Linked DNA regions of Rattus norvegicus: region 2 is linked to region 1. Evidence: chromatin contacts called from public Hi-C data. All regions are on one chromosome and are shown on one strand. The core of a region is the stretch at or near the end of the contact, and the rest is flanking DNA. Distances in the headings are between cores, read along the strand shown.

The links. A called contact is a pair of places that touch in the nucleus more often than the background predicts.
Region 2: a contact with region 1 is called in a Hi-C map of psoas muscle, with 2.2 times the contacts expected there. The contact joins the promoter of Rnh1 here to the promoter of Cox8b in region 1. A contact is called at or near these places in 10 of 12 Hi-C or Micro-C datasets (the A7r5 cell line, the Rat2 cell line, Schwann cells and 6 more) and 1 of 1 datasets of contacts at active chromatin or transcription factors (oligodendrocytes).

Annotation. Positions count from the first base shown.
Region 1 is chr1:205,406,616-205,409,719 of GRCr8, reverse strand. Cox8b (cytochrome c oxidase, subunit VIIIb) reads left to right here and starts at 1,447. Exons shown (of 2, transcript NM_012786.3): 1 at 1,447-1,614; 2 at 2,757-2,907. The coding sequence starts at 1,504. The coding sequence ends at 2,858.
Region 2 is chr1:205,705,342-205,708,445 of GRCr8, reverse strand. Rnh1 (ribonuclease/angiogenin inhibitor 1) reads left to right here and starts at 1,636. Exons shown (of 10, transcript NM_001270763.1): 1 at 1,636-1,740.

The DNA of each region.
Region 1 (3,104 bases), core at 198-2,697:
ACCTGGCTGAACATTCTGCTAGGCCAGAAACTGTTCTGGTCCTAAAGACTCCGTGGAGAACATGGAGTTCCTACTGCTCACGAAACTTCTACTCTAGTCAAGGGAGGACTTGCTGGAGCAGATACACCTCAGATGCCATTAGTGACCTGGACAGATAGGAGAGAATAGAAGGGGGTGCTATGCACACCACTGAGGCCTTGGGGGCTGTGGGAGAGGCGTGGAGCCTGGAGGAGGATGCAGTGGTGATGGCTGATTTACAGGAATTGTCTGAGACAGTGTGTAGAGAGGCCGAAGTAGAAACTTTAGGGGTTAGAGTTTGGGAAGAAGGGAGCTAATCTCTGCGGTGTGGTGCTATTGGTGGGTTGGAAGCAGAGTATGAATTCCAGAGCAAACAGAGGCTGCTGCTGGAGAAGGAAACTTCGGGGTCACAGAACTTGGCCCTGCGGTGGGCAGAACCATCGCTGGTTAGTCTGTCCTGATCACAGTCAGTCTCAGATGACTGAGAAGCTGGCAGTGCTAAAGCACAGTGGGTCAGGGCCAGAGGAGGTCTGGAAAGAGAGAGACCCAAGAACTTGGGGCTGACCAGAGGTCAGAAGACGGATGAGATGGAGGGAATCCAGCAGCCGAGCGACACAAGGCTAACCACACAGTGCTGAAAATGGCCCTTTGCATTTGGTAGGAGTCAGCTGGGCTAAGAGGACAGCTACTGCCTGGGGATAGAGGAGAGGAGCACATGGAAGGGAGAGTGGGGTCTGCAGGGTGATAGCCTTCCAGGGAGCAGGATAACAAGGCACTAATGCAAGTCTGGGGAGAAATGGACAGCACACTATCTGTAGAGAGGCCTGAGTGTTAGAGCTCACCCAGCCTGGTACCCTGACTGGGGACAAGGGTCTGGGGACAGACATGGTTCCTGCCTACAGTTAGCACCCAGAAAGTACCTGGTCTATACTCTATTTTTGTTCCTTTGCAGCACAACTGTGAGGCCATTCACCACGCAGGAATATATGGAGCCCTGGAGAATCCCCCAGCTACGCCTAGACCTATGAAGAATAGAACATGACTACTAGCTCAGTGTGCACCATTTGAGAATGGGAGAGCTGCCTCTCATCCAGAAACCAGGTTGTAGGACTTCAATGCAGGCTCTGTATGCATTGTTGATACCCCAGGATTTCTTTCTTTAACGTATGCTGCATCTCTTGCATTTTAAAGCCTGACTTTCCTGGGCTTATCCCATTGAAGTCTCTTTCTGCAAAGAAGTGAATCCTATATGGAAGGGCCCAGCTCATCACCTACGTGTTGAGGGGTCACAGCACGTTCCTGGGGCAGACTGGCTCTCTCCCAGTTACCAGCTGCTGTCCTTTCTGCCAAGTCTTGTGACAGGAGACAGCTGCAGTTCTCCGCCCCAACTATAAAAAGCCCTAGCTACCTAAGTGAGCAGAGGACGTGCAGCAGACATTCAGGGTGCCTCTTTGGGGCCAAGGAAAGAGTGCGACCCCGAGAATCATGCCAAGGCTTCCCCCTATCCTGCGGCTGCTCCAAGCGCCCGAGAAGTACACAGTGATTCCTAAAGCCCGTATCTCTTCCAAGCCAGCCAAATCTCCCACTTCTGCCATGGTAAGTAACTCCTAAGGTAGGATTCCTTGGGCTTCAGGGCAACAGGGAAGATTAAAGTGATAAAGGAGAGGGGTGGGTGTGGTGCTAGGTTATCAGTATTTTATGCAAGATGGTGTCTGAGTGCCAGAAGAGCACCCTGGCACCACTGCCCGTGGGCCAGGCTCTCAAAGGGCTACAAATGGTGGGGTAGGGACGTCCTCAGACCTCACATACCTCTGGGCCAAGGTCGACAATGACAGAATTAGGGGGCAGAGTTAGGATACAGGACTCATATCGGTTTGTGTTTATTCCTTTGTTATGGGGCAAGGAGGGCTGCTCTGAGGGGAAAACTAAAATGGCAGCAAATCTGATGAAATTTGACATATAAAGTAGGTCTGTCTCACATGTACAAAAGACTCATGCATAGAGCTACGGCTCAGCCCAGACTAAGATTCCTAGTCTAGGCTGAATTTGCTTAAACTCGGGATTAAGGTTAATAGGAAGGACTGGTTTTCAAATGAAGTACTGACTCAGCTTCAAGAAGGCCTGGACACAGGCCTTGTTTTGAGAGAACTCAGGGTGTCACACAGTTGATAGCTCAGAATGTGTCTCTACCTAAAGCTACTGAGAACACAGGGCTCCTGACGGGGGTCATCACTGCACATGGGACACTCAAGGCAGGTGTCCGACCTCACTCACTGTGGCTTCTGAATGGGGCTGCTTTTGAGAAAAGCCCAGTGTTCGTTTGTAACAATGGAAACCTTAGCTGCTCTGCTATTCTGCATAGCCCCCTGGGACATAAGACTGGACAGGAGCTGAGTGAACCTCTGCCTCACTGGGAGCTGCTTCAGCTAGGCAGGATCCTGGTTTCTGAAGCCCAAGGTCGTTGCTCCTGATTTCTGAGGTCACTCTCCCTGCCAAGGACTCCGAGCTGCCAAGCTCTCTGACACGCAGAGCCTGCTTGCTCACAGACTGCCTAGAGAAGCAGAAGGGAAATGGGGACTATGGCTGGTCAACATGCAGAGAAGAAGAGCAAGGGCAGTGACCTCTGGTTGCTTCTGACCGAGACAGAAGCCCCACACAGCAGGATTCTAAGGATGGCCTATGGCCAAGCCCAAGCCTTCTAATGGCCAGTGGACTCATGTTTGGTTTTCTTTCCACAGGATCAGGCTGTGGGGATGTCAGTCATAATCGCTGGCTTCATGGTTCCAGCAGGATGGGTCTTATCCCACTTGGAGAGCTATAAGAGAAGCTCCGCAGCATGAGGAGCTCGGCGCATCCCTGAGAGGCCAATTAAACGCTTCCAGTACCTCCTGCTCGTGTTGATTCTTGAGGGTGGCACTCATAACACCCAGTGCCTTAGTGATGCTCGGCAGCGAGTGTGGATGCCCGAGTCTGAGAGAGCACTGATAAGGACTGCAAGGAGGAACCAACGCCGCCTCCTTGTCTGACAATACAGGGCTCACTACTTTGGTGGCGGTCCTGTCATATAGTGACGGGGGAGAAGGCGA
Region 2 (3,104 bases), core at 387-2,886, 300 kb before region 1:
GACACTCTTAGACTTTAGTTTAGTGGAAGCCACTGGTCTACTAAGTTAAAAGATTCCAAAAGGAAGCTGGGTGTGGTGACACATACCTTTCATGCCAGCACTCAGTGCGAAGGAGAAGGCAGATCTTCGTGAGCTGTATGTAGGCCAGTCTGGGGGGGAGGGGGGAGAGAGAAGGAGTGTGTGTGTGTGTGTGTGTGTGTGTGTGTGTGTGTGTGTGTGTGTGTGTGTTAGAGTTAGTTCCAGGAACCCCTATCATGACCCCCCCCAAAAAAAAAATCCCAAAAGGTTTCTATTAGTCACAGATGTTACTTCTGACATAGAGGTGGGCAAGGAAGAGCTGCCCTAGAGGGCTAGAACTCGCCCAGGATAATGTAGCCTCTGGAACTACACCATTCTGATTCTGCCACAGCACTGCAAGTCTAATCAACCGGTCTCTGTAAACACAGCTTCTTTTCAGGAATTCTCCTTCATGTTAGCAACAAGTAAAGGCTGGCCTGGCCAAAGTGTTCCTGCTGACTGGGCAGGCTTTATCTTTCCCCAAAGCACTGATCCCTACTTCACTGACCAGTTGCTGGTGTCTTGGTGCAGTGAGGGCAGCTCCTACAGCAATGAAGATTAAGCTGTGTCTGTAGTGGCCACTGTGCAGGGTTCATGAAGCTGAGCTCCGTTCCAACCTATCTTCTTGCCTGCCTCTTTGCCTCCTTTTCTCCCATTAGAGCTCCCTGTCCCAAGCGTTTTGGGGAACACAGTCCCTGTTTCCTATGCTGGCCTGCTGGAATCTCCTTTACTTATGTTATTAGAGTCCTGGCAGGGACTTAGAACAGCACCTGGCACATGACCAGTGTTTAACAAATACTTGGGGTGGATGAATACCAGTTCCTTGACAGGTGTTGTGTGTGGCCATCTGCGCAAGAGAGCAAGGCTCCTGAGGGACAAACTCTCAATGCTGATTTTTTTCCACATCGCTAGAATCCCAGCACTCAGGAAGCAAATTCAAGGCTTTCCTGGGCTACACATCAAGACCTTGTTTCAAAAATGCTGAAACCAAAAGCAAATCCCATAACTTGGGAGTATATTACAAAGTTTAAACATGGGCTGGAGGGATGGCTTAGCAGTTAGGAGCATGACTTAGTTCCCGGCACCTGAATGGTGGCCATTCCCTGAGAATCTGATCCCCTTTTCTGACCTCTCTGGGCATGATGCATAGACTTATATGCAGACGAAGCATATATATATATATATATATATATATATATATATATATATATATTATAATACAAATATGAGAAATGCTTAAATAGTGACGAAATGCTTGCCTTTTGGGGGTGTTGAGAGCCTCATGCATCAGAGGTGGTATGTTACCACCCTCAGCCACATTCCTGGGGACATAAAGGACGCTTTGAACACTGTTCTATCCATCAAAACCTTGTTGACTTGTAGGAGAGAGAGATGGGCGTGTGCTGTTGTTGATGCTAGAATCTCTCATCACAGTTGCACCCATTTCGAGGCAGTTGTGAATCATTTAACAGTTTTAGTCAGACCCAAAGAAGTGACTCAGGTTTGTCAAGTTCTGTTCCCAAAGTGCAGCCTGCATGTGGGAGGGGCAGACCTGATGGGCGGTCTCCAGACCGCAAAGTGAAAGGCTAGTTGGGGCCAGAGAATGGGAACCAGCCAAAGTCTCTAGGCCCCGCCCTGGGCGGAAGAAACCGGAGCGACTGGGACCTTTAGCAGCGGCACCAGGTGAGCTAGGGCCATGTTTTGGGGCTCCCGTCTGCCTTTGAGAGTCTTTTTCGGGTCCCTTCCTGGCCTTCTTAATACGTGGCAGAGCGTCTGGACCAGAAGGTTCGAGGGACCAAAAATTAGGGCGGGGGCAGGGGCGGGATCACGGCTCGGGCGAGCCTCTGAGGCCTGTTCCTTCTTAGGGTGACACACTGGTGCCCTGAGGAGCCTTTCTCAGTGCTTGAAGGCTGAGCTCATAGCTCGGTCACCAGCGGCCTGTTACCAGCTGCCTGTTCGCTCACTTTAAGGCCCAAAGAGGGTGTCTTCAGATCCTAGGATTAACCCAACAGAGCTACAGCTAGGAGCAGCTAGCTAGCAAGCAACCCCCAATCACATCTAAGCAGAGGCCTGAATAATGCCTCTAAGCCGGGCTGGTGGGGCCTCCTGCCTGGTCACCTGTGTGCTTTCCAAGGGCCTGGTCCCAAGGCCAAATAAGGGGAGGCGTGTGGGAGGAGAGTCAGCTGCCTGGTTACTTTCACATCCCTTGTCCCTGACCTCAGATGATCACAGATAACTGGCTGGCCCCCTGCCTCCCATAAAGTCCAGTCCTGTGCTTTCCCCAAAGGGAAAAGGACCCAGTTGTAGTGCAGAAGAGAACAGGACTTGTGGACTTGGGAGCTGTGCCTGTGACTAGAAGTACTGTAACTGCCCCACCCCACTGGTAGTGCCCCAGTGATGACTGGGTTTGGATGACACATCTGATCCAGGCAGTGCTGGTTTTACTCACTGGCTCGACGAGGGTGGGGATAACTCTGGTTTCTCCATCCCCTGGCTGTATGACCACAGTGAGTTATCTATATCCTTGCCTCAGTTTTCCGTTACTTGTGTCAATATGTGTAAAGTTTATCTTTCCCCATGGTGGACTCCTAGCCCTGGGAAGGGAGGGGAAGACCCCTTTAGCAAGGCTATGCTGTACCAGGTGCTGTAACTTCACACAGAACTGCTGTCATTGTCATAACTGTTATAGAGAGTAGCCGAAGTGATTTCTGTTTCTCTTAAACAGAACCTAGCACTCCTCTCCCTCCTCTGTGCTGGCAGCACAGCACAGATCACTTCTTCCAAGGAGCCCACCAGGATACCCACATGCTGTCCAGGCTAGCTTTCGTGGCAGTTGTTCAGGAATGTGGAGACATGGGTAGCTGTCTTCAGGCCTCAGAAACATCCTTCCTTCCACAGACAGTGCCTTGTCCTGTTTGTCCTAGCCCTCTTAGTGTGATAGACAATCTGGGTCATTTGCAGGCTGAGCCTGAGCCTACCGAGGGTCCTGGCCTGACCTGAGTGAGTCCTTAGACTCAGAAGAAAGTCTCAGAAGCGGAAAATGCTGT